Regions from separate parts of the Mus musculus genome. Here region 1 is linked to region 2. A link is a contact called in public promoter capture Hi-C data. All regions are on one chromosome and are shown on one strand. The core of a region is the stretch at or near the end of the contact, and the rest is flanking DNA. Distances in the headings are between cores, read along the strand shown.

Evidence for each region. Promoter capture Hi-C pulls out the DNA fragments that hold promoters and counts their contacts.
Region 1: a contact with region 2 is called in a promoter capture Hi-C map of the HPC-7 cell line, with 4 times the contacts expected there. The contact joins the promoter of Ahcy here to the enhancer-like site in region 2. A contact is called at or near these places in 7 of 39 promoter capture datasets (the C10 cell line, the HPC-7 cell line, HPC-7-derived erythroid cells and 4 more), 2 of 15 datasets of contacts at CTCF or cohesin (the NIH/3T3 cell line and pro-B cells), 12 of 484 Hi-C or Micro-C datasets (the Ba/F3 cell line, the C2C12 cell line, the MNK3 cell line and 9 more), 8 of 115 datasets of contacts at active chromatin or transcription factors (DN3 thymocytes, the NIH/3T3 cell line, T-cell acute lymphoblastic leukemia and 3 more) and 2 of 9 other capture datasets (adipose tissue and pancreatic islet).

What each region holds. Positions count from the first base shown.
Region 1 is chr2:155,069,338-155,075,882 of GRCm38.p6, forward strand. Ahcy (S-adenosylhomocysteine hydrolase) reads right to left here and starts at 5,160. Exons shown (of 10, transcript NM_016661.3): 1 at 5,028-5,160. The coding sequence starts at 5,055. Gm39966 (a long non-coding RNA gene) reads right to left here and starts at 4,837. Exons shown (of 2, transcript XR_866885.2): 1 at 4,613-4,837; 2 at 1,707-4,369. Gm45609 (a long non-coding RNA gene) reads left to right here and starts at 5,175. Exons shown (of 3, transcript XR_001783519.2): 1 at 5,175-6,545.
Region 2 is chr2:154,938,242-154,945,157 of GRCm38.p6, forward strand. No RefSeq gene overlaps it. Among named protein-coding and RNA genes, the nearest start is that of Eif2s2, 49 kb to the left of the region's middle. Within about 2 kb of position 3,905, at least 29 of the 459 cell types and tissues checked have an H3K27ac peak or open chromatin away from gene starts, as enhancers often do. A contact at or near this core is called in the Ba/F3 cell line, the HPC-7 cell line, adipose tissue and 1 more, where this site is marked.

The sequences.
Region 1 (6,545 bases), core at 3,910-6,409, 130 kb after region 2:
TAGCTGGGGAGTAAGAACAGTACCAGATCTGACCAGTCTGGGCATATGGTTTGTAATTAATATATTTAAACTATGTATCTGTTATAGGGGCTTATTAGGGCTGGAAGTTCCAGCAACAAACCTCTAGGTCACATTCCCAGAAAAGTCAAATCCAGCAGGTGTATTATTTTATAAAAGGACAACAGCCTCTCTTTACGTATGAGCATGTATATAGAGGCTAAAGGTCACTGTGAAGTGCCTTTCTCAGCTTCTCTTGTCTTGCTTTTTGAGACAGGATCTCCCTCTGTACCTGAAGCTCACTGTTTTGGCTAGGTAGACCCTCCTGCCTCTGCCTCATTAGCACTGAGATTATAAGTGCTTGCTTATGGGTGCTGAGGCTCTAAACACGGGTTCTCACGCTTATGAAGACAGGCAAACTTACCAACTGAGCCACCCCTCCAAGGCCATGATTTTTATCTTTAGAGGAACCTTAGGTCTTCCCAATCACCCTAAGAAACGGAGGGTGAAACAGAGAGGAGGCTGCTATAGTTTAATAATTTAACAAATACACAGGCCAAGAGTGGTAGAACATGCCTGTAATTCCAGTACTTGGGAGATGGAGGCAAGGGGAAGAGAATCCTTGACTTCACAGCAAGTTCAAGGCCAACCTGGGCTACATGAGGCCCTGTCTCAAAATAATAATAATAATAATAATAATACAATAGCAACAATAATACATTATTCTGTTTCCTAAATTGCATTAAATAATCTCAAAGGAGCAGTGCTAGGGTATGTCCAAGGTCCTAAGTTGAACCTCCAGCACTACAAACAGTTCCCAAGGTCAACACTCCACCCCTACGGAAGGGTTCACTCGAGTTACACAAACACAGCTCCTTCAACACACACACACACACACACACACACACACACACACACACACACACACACACCACTTCCCCAGGACATCAACAATGACAGCTCCTTCAGAAATCTGAACTTCAAATAACCACCTCTGGCCATGTCCCTTCTCCCTATAGATTCCCAACTCCAAACCGTTGAATTTAGTCAATTTCTAGTGTTCCTTATCATTCCCCCTTCACGATCTCCACTGTCCATCTGAGGCTCTCTAAGACTGAGACCTGGCTAGGCAAAGCTCCCACTTAAAGCTAGGGTGAGTGGCTTCATGCCCGTAACCCCAGCACTAGGGAAGCTGAGTTACAAAGCCTGCCATGATTTTGAGGTCATTCTAAGCTTCACAGAGACCTAGTCTCAAAAACAACCAACCACAAAACCCCACAAAGTTCCCACCTAGTTAGAGCCAGCCCTCCACTGTACCTAAGCCACTGAACCAGGTAGGAGACCGACAGCCACAGGAAGACACCTTGCTTACTACGAATGGGGACCCTGAGGTAAACTGGTGCATCCCAGCAATCCTACATTTTCCCAGTAGGTTTGCTTCCCTTCTCCTCTCCCTAAACATCTTTCCCCATCCATGTTCCCTTGATAACATGACGTCACAAATCACTAAGGGTTCAGAATCATTCACTTCCCATTCACAAACTCCATCTGTGGCTAACTAGACATTCTTGTCTGTTGCAAAAGATGAGCTGTCCCTGGTTCCCCACCATGTCTCACCCCTTCAGATCTTACCATTGCATTGATCACCTAGGTACCCAGGAGCAGGGGCCCCACTAAGGACTCCCTCACTTCTGAAATGTTTTCCTTCCTTGGCATCCGATTCTCTCTTGTGCTTTCCCTCCTACCTTCCTGGCTGCTCCTCATCTGGCAAACTCTAGGAACCCTCAGGGATCCATAGTAGCTCTTATCCAATGCTCGGCATTTAGCCAAATGGCTGTGAATACCTTCCCTGTGCAGATGACGCCCACGTATTTACCGCCAGTGCAAACTTCTCCCAGGAATTTGAGACTCACAATCCAACGGCTGACTCAGCACCTCTAGACTTATGTCCAATTATTACCATCAAGTACGAGCCCTCCAGACTCCTTGGCCTAACACCCTCAATCTTCCCATTTTAGGAAATGAAACCACCATTCAACCAACCACTCCGACCAAAACCTTGTAAAATTTCTCGTTCCCATTTTTTGCCTCTGTCCCATTTTTCTTTTTGCTGGGTTCTTTTATTTTTGAGACAGGGCCTATCATATAGCTTCGGTTGTCCTGAAACTCACTATGTAGACCAAGCTAGCTGCAAACTCAAAAGATAACTGCCTCCCACTGCCTCCTGAGGACTGAGGTTAAAGTTGTGGGTCATCATACCCCCACCTCCATCAGCAAGGTTTTGACTGAGCATCTCACGCTCGTCTAAAGCACTAGTTCTCAACTGGGCCAACAAAGCAGCTTCATGGTCCCCTTTGTTCTCACATAGCAAGTTCTTGGTTATAGTCCAGTGGGAAACTTTTTAAAAGTTTAAAATCCTAACCCTTACCTGGGCTTCAGGCCCCACTCCTGTCTACCAACTGTTTCTATCTCCACTTTATTCTCCTCACTATCTGCTCAGACACACGGATCTCTCCCCCATCGCAGGAATTTAACACAGCCAGTTAACCTGGAAGGTTCATGCCAAGTACCAGGTCCAGTATATGCTCCAACACATCTGAAAATTGAGGGGCTTAACAGATGGCTTAATGGTGAAGAGGACTGGCTGTTCCAGGGTTTAATTCCTAGCAGCTCATGGAGACTCACGACCGTCTACAACTCCAGTTCCAGAGACCCAACACTTTCTTCTGGCCCCTGTCCACATCACATGCACGTGGTGCATAGACCTACACGCAGGCAAAACACCCAGACACATATAACAAAATGAGAAGGAAAAAAAAAAAACCTAAAAATCGGTGGACTGACTCAAACAGGGGTTTTAAAATAAATCAGGACTTTACTGTCAGTGAGGTAGGTCACCTACAGAGGTTCAAAGGTGGTGTTATTTGATGACCAGATTTCTCTTTAGAAAAGATTCTACTGGCCAACTGTAGCAACATGTGCCTATAAACAGTGCTGTGGAGGCTAAAGGAAGATGGAATTCAAGACCAGCTGAGGCTCAAAAAGCAGGAAAACAAAATGGGAGCAAGGAGATCACAGACCTGTGAGGAGAGATGAGACTGGGGACTGGTAGCCATGGAGAGAAAAGTGGCAGATCTCCTCACATAAAACTAACACTATACCATACGGGCCTATCTGTCTCAGCCGTGTGCCTGGGTCTCAATACCTCCAGTGACCAGCAGGCCCTGGCACAGAGGAGTCAGAAAATGTCTACCGGCCATACCAGCTGCAAAAAAAATAAATAAGCAAAAATTCATGAAGAGATGGTACAGGACAAGGAAAAAGAAAAAGAAATAATGAATGAAATAGAGGGGAAAAAGGAAGGAGGGGGCTGGAAAGATGGCTTGGTGGTTAAGAGCTCTCTGGCTGCTCTTCTAGAGGGCCTGAGTTCAAGCCCCTGCACCCACATGGTAACTGACTACTGCCCATAACGCCAGACGGAACTGTGGAACCCTTTCTAAACCCACTTCTTCAAAATAAGGAGAATCAACTTGAACCTGAGCCCAAGGATCATAGGAAATGCCAAACGAGTAAGGTCTAGCATACAGCATACCCTACTTGATGGGCAAATCATGCCTCCACCCTTACACAGGCAAGAACCCAGCCTTATCTTCATCCATACAATCTGTGGTCCCCCCCTCCCAATCTTCATCCATACAATCTGTGGTCCCCCCCCCTCCCAATCCCTCCCTACACAGTATGTCGAGCCTCCATTCTAGCTCTTCCGCCAAGACAACACTGACTTAAACCTCTCTGGGCTTCAGTCTTAGCATCTACCCAGTGGAGACAATAAACTGCCCTGCTGGCTGATTAACTATCTTAATAAGAATTTGCAAAGCCACTTCCCTAGGTTCCTGTGTAATGGGATAGCATTCATCTCCCTTTGAGGACCCTTTCCAATTTAATAGAGTATTGAAATTATTTTAAAAGCTAACCAGCCTGAATTGCTTTGTTTTTCTGTTTGTTTGGTTTGTAGTTTTGTTTTGATAGGGTCTCCCCATCTTGTCCAGGTTGGTCTGGAATTCACTGTATGCCCAGGCTGACCTCTGAAATGAGCTGATCGATTCCTTGGCCTCAGTAGTGATAGCAGGGCTGGGATTACAAGCTTGTGTCACTAGGCACAGTTTGAATTGGATTGTGTTGAAATTCCATTAGGGTTGTTTCAAGTGTATTGCCTTGTATACAGACAGCAGTGGAAGAGATGAGCTTAGAGGTCATGATGTCCTGAGTCCAAATTCTAACCAGCTGCTTTCCAGTTACAAGATTCTGGGAAAATGCCCTTTATACCTCTGGATATTCATTGTAAACATAAAACCGTTCCTTCCATGGAGAGCTACAATAATAAGACGGGTTAGTCTAGAATAATGCTATAAGGCAGTGCCCATCCCACTGTAAACGCTCAAGTTAAGGTGTGTTTACTCAGACAGCTTTCTATAATCGGGACAAAACGAACAGTAATTTCTAACCACTCCAAATTTTCTAGACATCCACTAGATATCCCAGAGATTGAGCAGATGGGACCCTAAGTTCCCGTTGCACCGAGACTAGCCGTTTCCAGGCCTCTCCTCATTAGCACCTAGAACACTGATGCTCTCTCCGGCCCTGCTCAAGGCCCAGAAGACGGTGGGCCCTTGCTAGGGGCCACCCAAGCCGCCAAACGCCAGGGCCAGGGTCTGGGCCTCTAGGGCCGCTTCCCAATGGCCAGTCTCTCCGACAGGAGCACGCTGCCCGACCAAAGATCACAGCCCGCGCTGCCGCTCTGGGCGCCTACCGCGGGGCACGCCGGGACTTGTAGTCCGCGGCCGTTTCCCACTCCTGGCTCTCGGCGGCGTGTGGACTCCAATCCCCGGGCACCTGCGCGGCCAGGCCAGCGATTCTAGGGGTCCCGGGGCGCCCCGAAGCCGCCACCTAAACAAGACGCAGGTCGGTACTGACAACAAACCCAGGACGGGAGCCGAGTCGCCACGGAGGACTGAACCCTTGGGACTCACCGACTTTGTAGGGCAGTTTATCAGACATGCTGGCGGCGCTTCCGCTAGGACTGATGAACTCAGTGAAGGGGGCCGGGCGGCGCGGGGCAGGGATCTACGCCTGGCGCCGGCGTCTTTAAATATCTTCTTATTTGAATATTCATGAACCTGCTGGGGGCTGAAACTTAGGGGCGGAGCCTAGCTCGAGGCGTTGAGCGGAGCGGGAGCAAGGCTGATCTCTGCCTCAAAAATCATAAATTTTGTGCACTGTGGCCTTTGGACCCCTGGCACTCGACTAGGAGGGAGCGTGGAGAGAGGCGGTTCTTCTCCCATCCGTCCAGCCAGTGAATCAGAGGTCAAAACAAGGCAGAATTCTTAGACTCTAGCCAATTTACTAACCTGAGCCTTAACTGCTTCAATTGTAAAACTCTTGCAAGATCAAAGTAAAGAGCTGGGCCTAGTGGTATGTGCCTGTGAATCCCCACTCTGGAGACAGTGTCTGAAATCTCCCGCTCTGGAGCCAGAGCCAGGAGATTTGTCACAAATTCGAGGCCAGTCTGCTCTATCGCTAATTAGTTCCAGGCCAACCGAGGCTACAGAGTGAGGCCCTATCTCAAAAACAAAGAAAGAAAAATCACCGGTTGCAATTGTGTCACTCTCTCCTCCCTCTGTTTGCCTTTCCTTGCTCGCCCCCACCCCCTCCTCAACACCTTCTCATTCGGTAGTCTTTCTTGGTGATTCACAGGCTGCTCACATGGAAATGACTGCGGAGCTATCCGCAGGAGCATAGATAACTCACCAATGACTATACACCTGAAGAGTATGACTTCTCTCTCAGCGGCTCTCAGCGGCTAGCTTTCAGGAAGGAAACCAGGCCCCATGTTGTGTGCATATACCATCTCTGGGGAGTTCAGTTGGCCCCTTTGTAAAAAGTTGGCCTCCGTTGGACTTATCTGTCTCCTCATGGAGTAACAAGGAGGGTCACAAGACCTTCTCCTGGGTGTCCAGCTGCACCCTACCTCCTGTTATATGCAATTCTGCCTAAACTGAACATGACCTCAGGGAAGGACTAGAGTATGTAGTCAGGGAAGTAGGTTCCAGCTACCCGTCTACTGGCGAGGCCCTCATCCCTGCTGGTTGAGGTGTGGTCTCCAGCTGTGGTCTTTGGGGAAAAGCATCATTCATACCCCTATCTGGTAAGTACCCCCTGACCTGTGTATGCGTTGTCAGGAAGCTCACTGACCTCACCGGTTCCCCCAGAAGGATCTTCCGCAGAATCATACCTCAGTTTATTTGGGAGGAGGTGTAGATTTTGCTTCTGTCTCCTAGGAGGGAATTTTAGCAATGTCCCGGGACACCTCCCCCATCCATGACTGAATGTTGCTGGGGATCCAGTGTTGTGCAGGTCCTGGGCAAATAGCTGCAGTTGTGAGTTCTGATTGCAACGGCCATGCCGTGTGGGTCCACAACCCTCCTCCCCTCCATCCAGTTCTTACGTTCTTTCTGCTCCTCCTCCTATGGTGTTCCCCTGAGCTTTGA
Region 2 (6,916 bases), core at 2,655-5,154:
TGATCCATAGGCAGCAGGGAGAGACAGGGTGGGGTGGGGAGAGAGAGACAGAGAATGAGAGATGGGGTGGGGGGAGAGAGAGAGAGAGACAGACTGGGGCCTGGTGTAGGCTTTTGAAACCTCAAAGGTTACCCTCGATGACACCTATCTTCCAACAAGCCCATACCTATTCTATCAGACCCTAATCTTCTACTCCATCTCAGTTTGACTCCCTGGTGGACTCAGCGGTCAGATACATACATCTATGGAGGCCATTCTTATTCAAACCACCACAATGTGTGGGAGAAAGTGTTCTTTTAGGCATCACTGTGGGGACATTATGACAGCAGGAGCTGGTGACAGCTGGTGACATCATGTCCACAGTGAAGAGCAGAATGATCAATGCATGCATGTGTGTGCACCTGCTTGCTTGCATGTTCTCAGCATGACCTCCCCACTCTTACACAGATCAGAACTTTGCCTAGGAGACGTACGGGGCCCTCGTATGTGGCTTCCACATTCACTAGCTTAATTAAGACAGTGACCTCAGGTCAACCTAATGGAGCTAATCCCTCACTGAGACTCTTTTTTTTTTGGGTGATTCTAAGTTGAGCCAAATTGACAATCAAAGCTAAGCATCTTGCCTTAGGGGAGCAGATTAGAGGAGAGGCCTGTGAAATCAGCCGTTAGCTCTTGAGATGATGAAGCCTCAAGCCTTATGAGAGCTATGCTTGTATCACTATGATAAATTAATTAATTAAAGGGAAGAATTCCTTCCTTTGGCTCAGGGTTTCGGAGGGTTCCTAGTCCTTATCTCCACTGTTCTGGCCTCATGGGGAAACAGAACACCACTGTAGCAGGAGCAGAGAGAGAGAGAGAGAGAGAGAGAGAGAGAGAGAGAGAGAGAGAGAGAGAGAGAGAGAGAGGCAGGGAAAGAAGATGCTGGCAGCAGGCACAATCTTCAGAGGACTTAGGACTCACATTTGTCAAATGGATCTCACTAACTTAAGGACTAGGACTTTCAAAGTAAGCCCCTGCCAAGGACCAAGCATTCAACTCATTAGCCTGCGTGGGATGGTTCATGTTCAAAACTGATAATGTTTCCAAAACCAAACAGTAGGAGCCAAGGGAGAATTTATCCTGAAAGTCTGAGTGGCTAAGATCTGGAAACACAATTTAGGTTACCCAGCTCCTCCCCACCACCACCACCAATATTACAATAAGGTTACAACTTCATGAAGTTTTTTTTTTTAATTTATTCATGAAGTTTTTAATAGGAGCAAACTAGAGCAAGTTATAAGAAGACAATTTTTAAAAAACATTGGTGGAAACAGCAGGCAAAGGTGACGGCAAAGCTTCAACTCCTGTGCCCTGAGCAGCAGATGGTTTCTGAGGACATTCTTCGCTTTTGAGTTGGTAGAACCTAAGAGTCGGTTGGTACAGTTCAAAAGGATTTATCCAATAGTCACGTGGATGTTCGATCACACACAGAGATGGGCAATGTACGGATGAAGTGTTTGGCTCTGGACTCAGAACATTCCAACCCCTCCAATGTCACTGAAGTTCCAATCAGTCGATCAGAACGTTCAAGGTAAACGTGACCTCTTCCCAGGAACTTAAAGTTCACAGTTCCGTTGTCATCTAAGCATCACATTTTGCCCACATGGAGACTAAACATTATCTCATGTCTCAACGTTGCTAGGACTGTTCGTTCGCAGGATCTGATAAAGATGAAGCTGGGTGGGTAGGAAATCAGTCTTTAGGAACAAAAGCATTGCCTAGTCTTCGGTGTGAGCATGGGGTCATGGGTCTTTCCCCATGAATGCTGCCTGTTACACGGAGCCGATGATGCAGATGGGAACAGAGAGGTCGCTGGAGCCCTGGCATGCTGTACCCTCTCCAACTTGCCTAAAGACAACCTCTACTTCTGTATCAGTAACGATGGGAACTCCCAAGTTCTAACATAAGTGCTGGTATGTAAAGTCCCCAGGCAGAGATGTTCAATGGGTAAGAGTGCTTTCAATACTTGAAATGTATTCTACACAGTAGAAAGGCAGGTTAAGGAGGCTGTCAGAATGAGACACGGGGCTTGTCAATTTATTAGAGAAAAAGGCATTGTTGGGGTGCATCTGACCAGGAAGATGTAGGGAGCCTGACGTTTCAGAGAACAGTCAGCTTCATTCTTCAGCCCTTATTGTTTGAACCTTCTACTAGTCTGGACCTGAGGAGAATCTGACTGGCCTAGGAGTCCAGTAGGAATCTAAGGGCAGGGAGTCTGTGGGTAGAAGGCCTGCACCTTCCTAAGTACAGGCATGCCAGGATCTTCACTCCAAAGAGCTTGTCCCCTGGCTGGCCCTCCTTCCTCATAGTTTTCAGGCCCTGTGATCTTTACTGTAAAGCGAACCATCTGGCTTCGATATGGGCTCCTGACTTACTTAAAGCTTTTCATGTCTCCAGCACCAGGAAGCTCTCTAGCCCCTTTATGTAAGCACTTGGGCATCTAAGATGACTCTCTCGCCATCTGGGCATAAGAGCCCACTGGACAACAATGTAGAATAGAGAATAATAAGAATCCATGTGGGGGGGCTGGTGAGATGGCTCAGTGGGTTAGAGCACCCGACTGCTCTTCCGAAGGTCCAGAGTTCAAATCCCAGCAACCACATGGTGGCTCACAACCATCCGTAACAAGATCTGACTCCCTCTTCTGGAGTGTCTGAAGACAGCTACAGTGTACTTACATATAATAAATAAATAAATCTTTAAAAAAAAAAAAAAAAAAAAAAAAAAAAAAAGAATCCATGTGGGAAGATAAGTCTGGGATTCACAGAGGTGGAGCCCAGGCTCAGTCGCCTGTGAGTGTCAAAACAGGGGACTAGGTCCCCCAACCCATGCTACAGTTGGATGTCCATCTGAATCTTTGGCTCTTTCCTAAAGAGAGCAGAACCCAGAACTTCTTGAAGAAATCAAGGAAGGAGGTCTTATCTTAATAAGAGACCACACAAAGGAAGATTCAACCCCATAAGTTGGCACTCCAGTCACCAAGATCAGATGAAGGGATCAGGTATGTGTCAGATGATCAACAAGATTCACTGAGAGGAAATTGGATGGAGTGGTGAGGAGGTGAAGGCTAGGGGGAACTGGTCACTTCCCAGAAGGGATCAAAGCCACTAAGGGCTCTCTGAAGGGATGCCAGCAAGCTAAGGAAAATGTGCAAGCCCTCTCCTTATGTAGCTGCATGCTTCACAACTTTTCCATCACTTGTTCCTGTTCAGGACCAGTGTGGCTGCTCACCCTCTGCATGAAAGGCTTTCTTAGCACATACCCCCATGGCTGGACTCTTCCCTCTGAGATTCTATTGTTCTTTGTACCACGTGACCCCCTTTCCTTCCTAGAATCCCTAGTCATTGAAATCCCCTTTGTTTACCTATCTTGGTCTCCTGTTCCCCCTGCAGTCTAAGTGCTAGGAAAGTGTCCTTTGCTGCTGCCTACCCAGTGCCTACAACATCACCCACAGAGCAGCAGGTTGATAAAAGTCACAAATGAGCAGGCAGCCAGGCCTAGGAAAGTTGGCCCTAGACAGCCAGATGAAATCGTAATGGGATGCAGATGGCCAGGAGGACTATAAATGATAAGAGAGGAAATTGGGAGCAGTTACCTAAATCTCCTGGGAAGTGGAAATAGAAAGTGAAAATAAAAGAATAACCACATTTTGCCTGATGTCTTCCAGCTTTGATCATATCCAGCAGGGTTGAACACCGGGCTCCTATGTGCTCAGTGTTAGGCTGAGCTACCGCTAACGAGATAGCCTTAAGATAATGAGGCAAAGCAACCTCAGCACGGCCTCTTGGCTGAGTGTTTAAAGCCCACACTGAGTTCACCATCTAACAGGAAAACACAGCTAAAGCCCGGCTACGTGAAAATGGGGAAGGAACCACAAGGTTGTGTATGAACTCCAAGGGGAAGGAAAGAGTCGGGGGAAACTATGGGAGAGACTGGGGGAGGAGGTGGGGTGAGTCCAGGCTGGCCTTGAACTTCTGATCTTTCTTCCTCTGTCTCCCAGTTGCTAGAGCTACAGGTACGTACCACTGTGCTCGGCTCTAGGACGTTTCATTTAGGACATAAAGATAGATAAAGAATTCATCAGGCAGAGAGACAGAAAATGTATTTCAGATGAGGTGACCATGTGAGAAAAGGGTATGGAAGCTTAGAGTACTCCCTATGCTCAGAGGACAGCAAGCAACCATCCCAGAAACAGGGCACGGGATCAATCAACAGATTTTTAAAAAAAATCACCCCAGGGTGTTAGAGCTGGAAGCTGATTTTGACTGAGGGAAAAGGGACTCTTGAGGTTAGCGAAGAGAGAGCTTCCTGAGCGGGGCTTGAGATGGTGATAAAGAGAGGTGAGTCCTTGTGAGGCCAAGTCTGACTGCAGCCCTTTCACTGATGCCTAGGGCCACATTGTTTTGAATGGGGCGCCTGTGTGCTCAGAGGGGCGGGCACAGACACTGCTGATTCCCAGCCTCCGCCCCAGGCATTCATCAGGCAAAGACGCCAACCTAGAGTAGAGGCCTGATATAACCACTGGGAGCAACGCACCAAGGACAGCAGGCACCGGTTGAGCAATCGATGTCTTTTCCTAAATAGCTAAAAGCTCCTAAAAGCGGGGAGGGGGTATTTCTTCCATCCATCGTTCATGGAGAGCCAGGAGCTAAGAAAGAACTAAGAAAATGGGACGTCTCCACAACCTGCACTTGTTAACAGTATTTAAGACCAGCCTGTGCTCTTTAAATCAGATGTTTGTTGGCTCAAAGATGCCTCCAGTCTTATTTAACTCTGCCTCGTGGAAATTGGAACCTGGACATTTCCGGGATGTACACAAGTGGGTGTGTTATGTGAATGAGTGTCACCCCAGGCCCCAGATCCCCGTTCCTCCCTAACCAATTCAGTGGGAACCTGAAATAAGGATGAACTCAGACGAGGACCTGAAGAGAAAGGAAAGGAAACTACTGGGCAGAACCAACTCTGAAATGGGCCTCAAACTCGGCGGCTGCAAAACCTATCCGCGAGACTGCACTGCCCCCAGGCGGCCACAGCGCTCTGCTCCGGAGACTTCCTGATGGATCTCATCACAGACTCAGTAGAGGGAAGACAAGAGGAAAGACCTTGTATATTTGTTTCTGGGCTCAAGCTGTTACCTGTTATCAGTTATTTTCCTCCATCTCCTCCCCGCTTTCCTTATTCCTTCTTTTTCCCCTTCCTTCCCCAGGAGTCAGCGTTCCTCCGGTTGTCCGGCTTGGTGGCAAACACCCGCACCCATCATACACCTCATTACTACTCAATGGTTTTCCTATTCATTTTCTCCATTTGTCTCTTTCTTTTCTTTTCTTCTTTTCCTTCTCCTCCTCCTCCTTCTTTTTACAAAGTGTTAACACAGAGATGCACTTTAAATCTGAGCACCCCTATGATGGGGTGAAACAACATAATGGGAACAATTCTATCCATTTTCTTAAGTGTGTGTGTATGTGATGCATATGAATGTATGCAGGTGTGTCTGCACATACATGTGGATGTGTACAGAAGCCAGAGGTAAATTTGAGATATTTTCTTCTATCATTACCCATATTATTTTTTGAGGCCTGGTCTCTCATTGAACCTGGCATTGCCACTTCAACCGGCAAGCTCTTAGGGTCTGCCTGTCTCCTCCAACCCTGCTCTGCTGTGGCTACAGATGTTCACAGCTGCTGTACTTGACTTACTACGTGGGTCCTGGACATCCAAGCTCAGGTCCTCATGCTTCTCCAGCGGGCAACCCTCTGAGCCAAGGAGAGAGGGGATAGGTTCCTGGGTAAGAGCAGAGCTGCAGTGTGTCTATGGTCTATGGGTTAGAAAGGTTGTTGGGGGAACAGCAGAGCTGACAGGAGCCCTTCAGGGGGCTCAGCTCCTGCTCTGCCTGACTTTACAAGTCCTGAAGACAGCAGTTCAAAAGCCCCCACCGAGGAAGGGCTGGGAAGAAAGTTATCAGTTTCAGACTCCAAAATAATCTAGCACGAATAGCTGCCCTTCCTGAGTCCTGGGGGCTGATGGGAGGCATCAGGTCCCCTGGTCCTGGGAGAACATCTGAGGGACAGCATGGCACATGGCAGGAAAGAAAGATAAATGCTGCAAGGTGACGCCCATTCTCGTAGTAGAGTTCTCACTTTCTCTAGCTTCCTAGTCTCACGTCAGTCACCTATGATACCGCAATTTCTCTGTGTTTTATAATATTCTGCTTATCCCCAGGCTTTCTTGGATCCCTCATATTTTTCATTTGTGGATTCCCTAGGGTTTGCCCCATACTCAGAGAAACAGATAGATGGCTATGTAACCAGGTTAAAGTTACCAGAGGGAGAAGGTGTTGCAGGAAAATCTTGCACCTGCCCCTTACTGATTGAAAGAGCAAGTGTAAGTTATTGTGGGTTTTTTTTTTTTTTTAAACACACACAAAAACCAACTTCCTACGCCGGGCAGCGGTGGTGTACGCCTTTAATCCCAGCATTTAGGAGGCAGAGGCAGGCGGATTTCTGAGTTCAAGGCCAGCCTGGTCTACAAAGTGAGTTCAAGGACAGCCAGGGCTATCCAGAGAAAACTGGCCTTGAAAAACAAAAACAAAAACAATCCAAAACAGACAAACAAAACACCTTCCCTAGGGGCAGGGAGACGGCTCAGTTAGTAAGGCGCATGCCAAGCACAGAGGGTCTGGGCGTGACCCTCAGTGCCCTTGTGAAACAGGCTGGGTCTGTTATCCCAGAGTCAAGGAGGCAGAAACAGGAAGGTGCCTGGGATTCTCCGGCCAGTCAGTCCAGCCGATTCGCAAGCTCTAAGTTCAGTGAGGGACTCTAGATACAAACAAGGAACAACAACAACAACCAAAAAGGTGATGCATGATTAAAAAAGACAC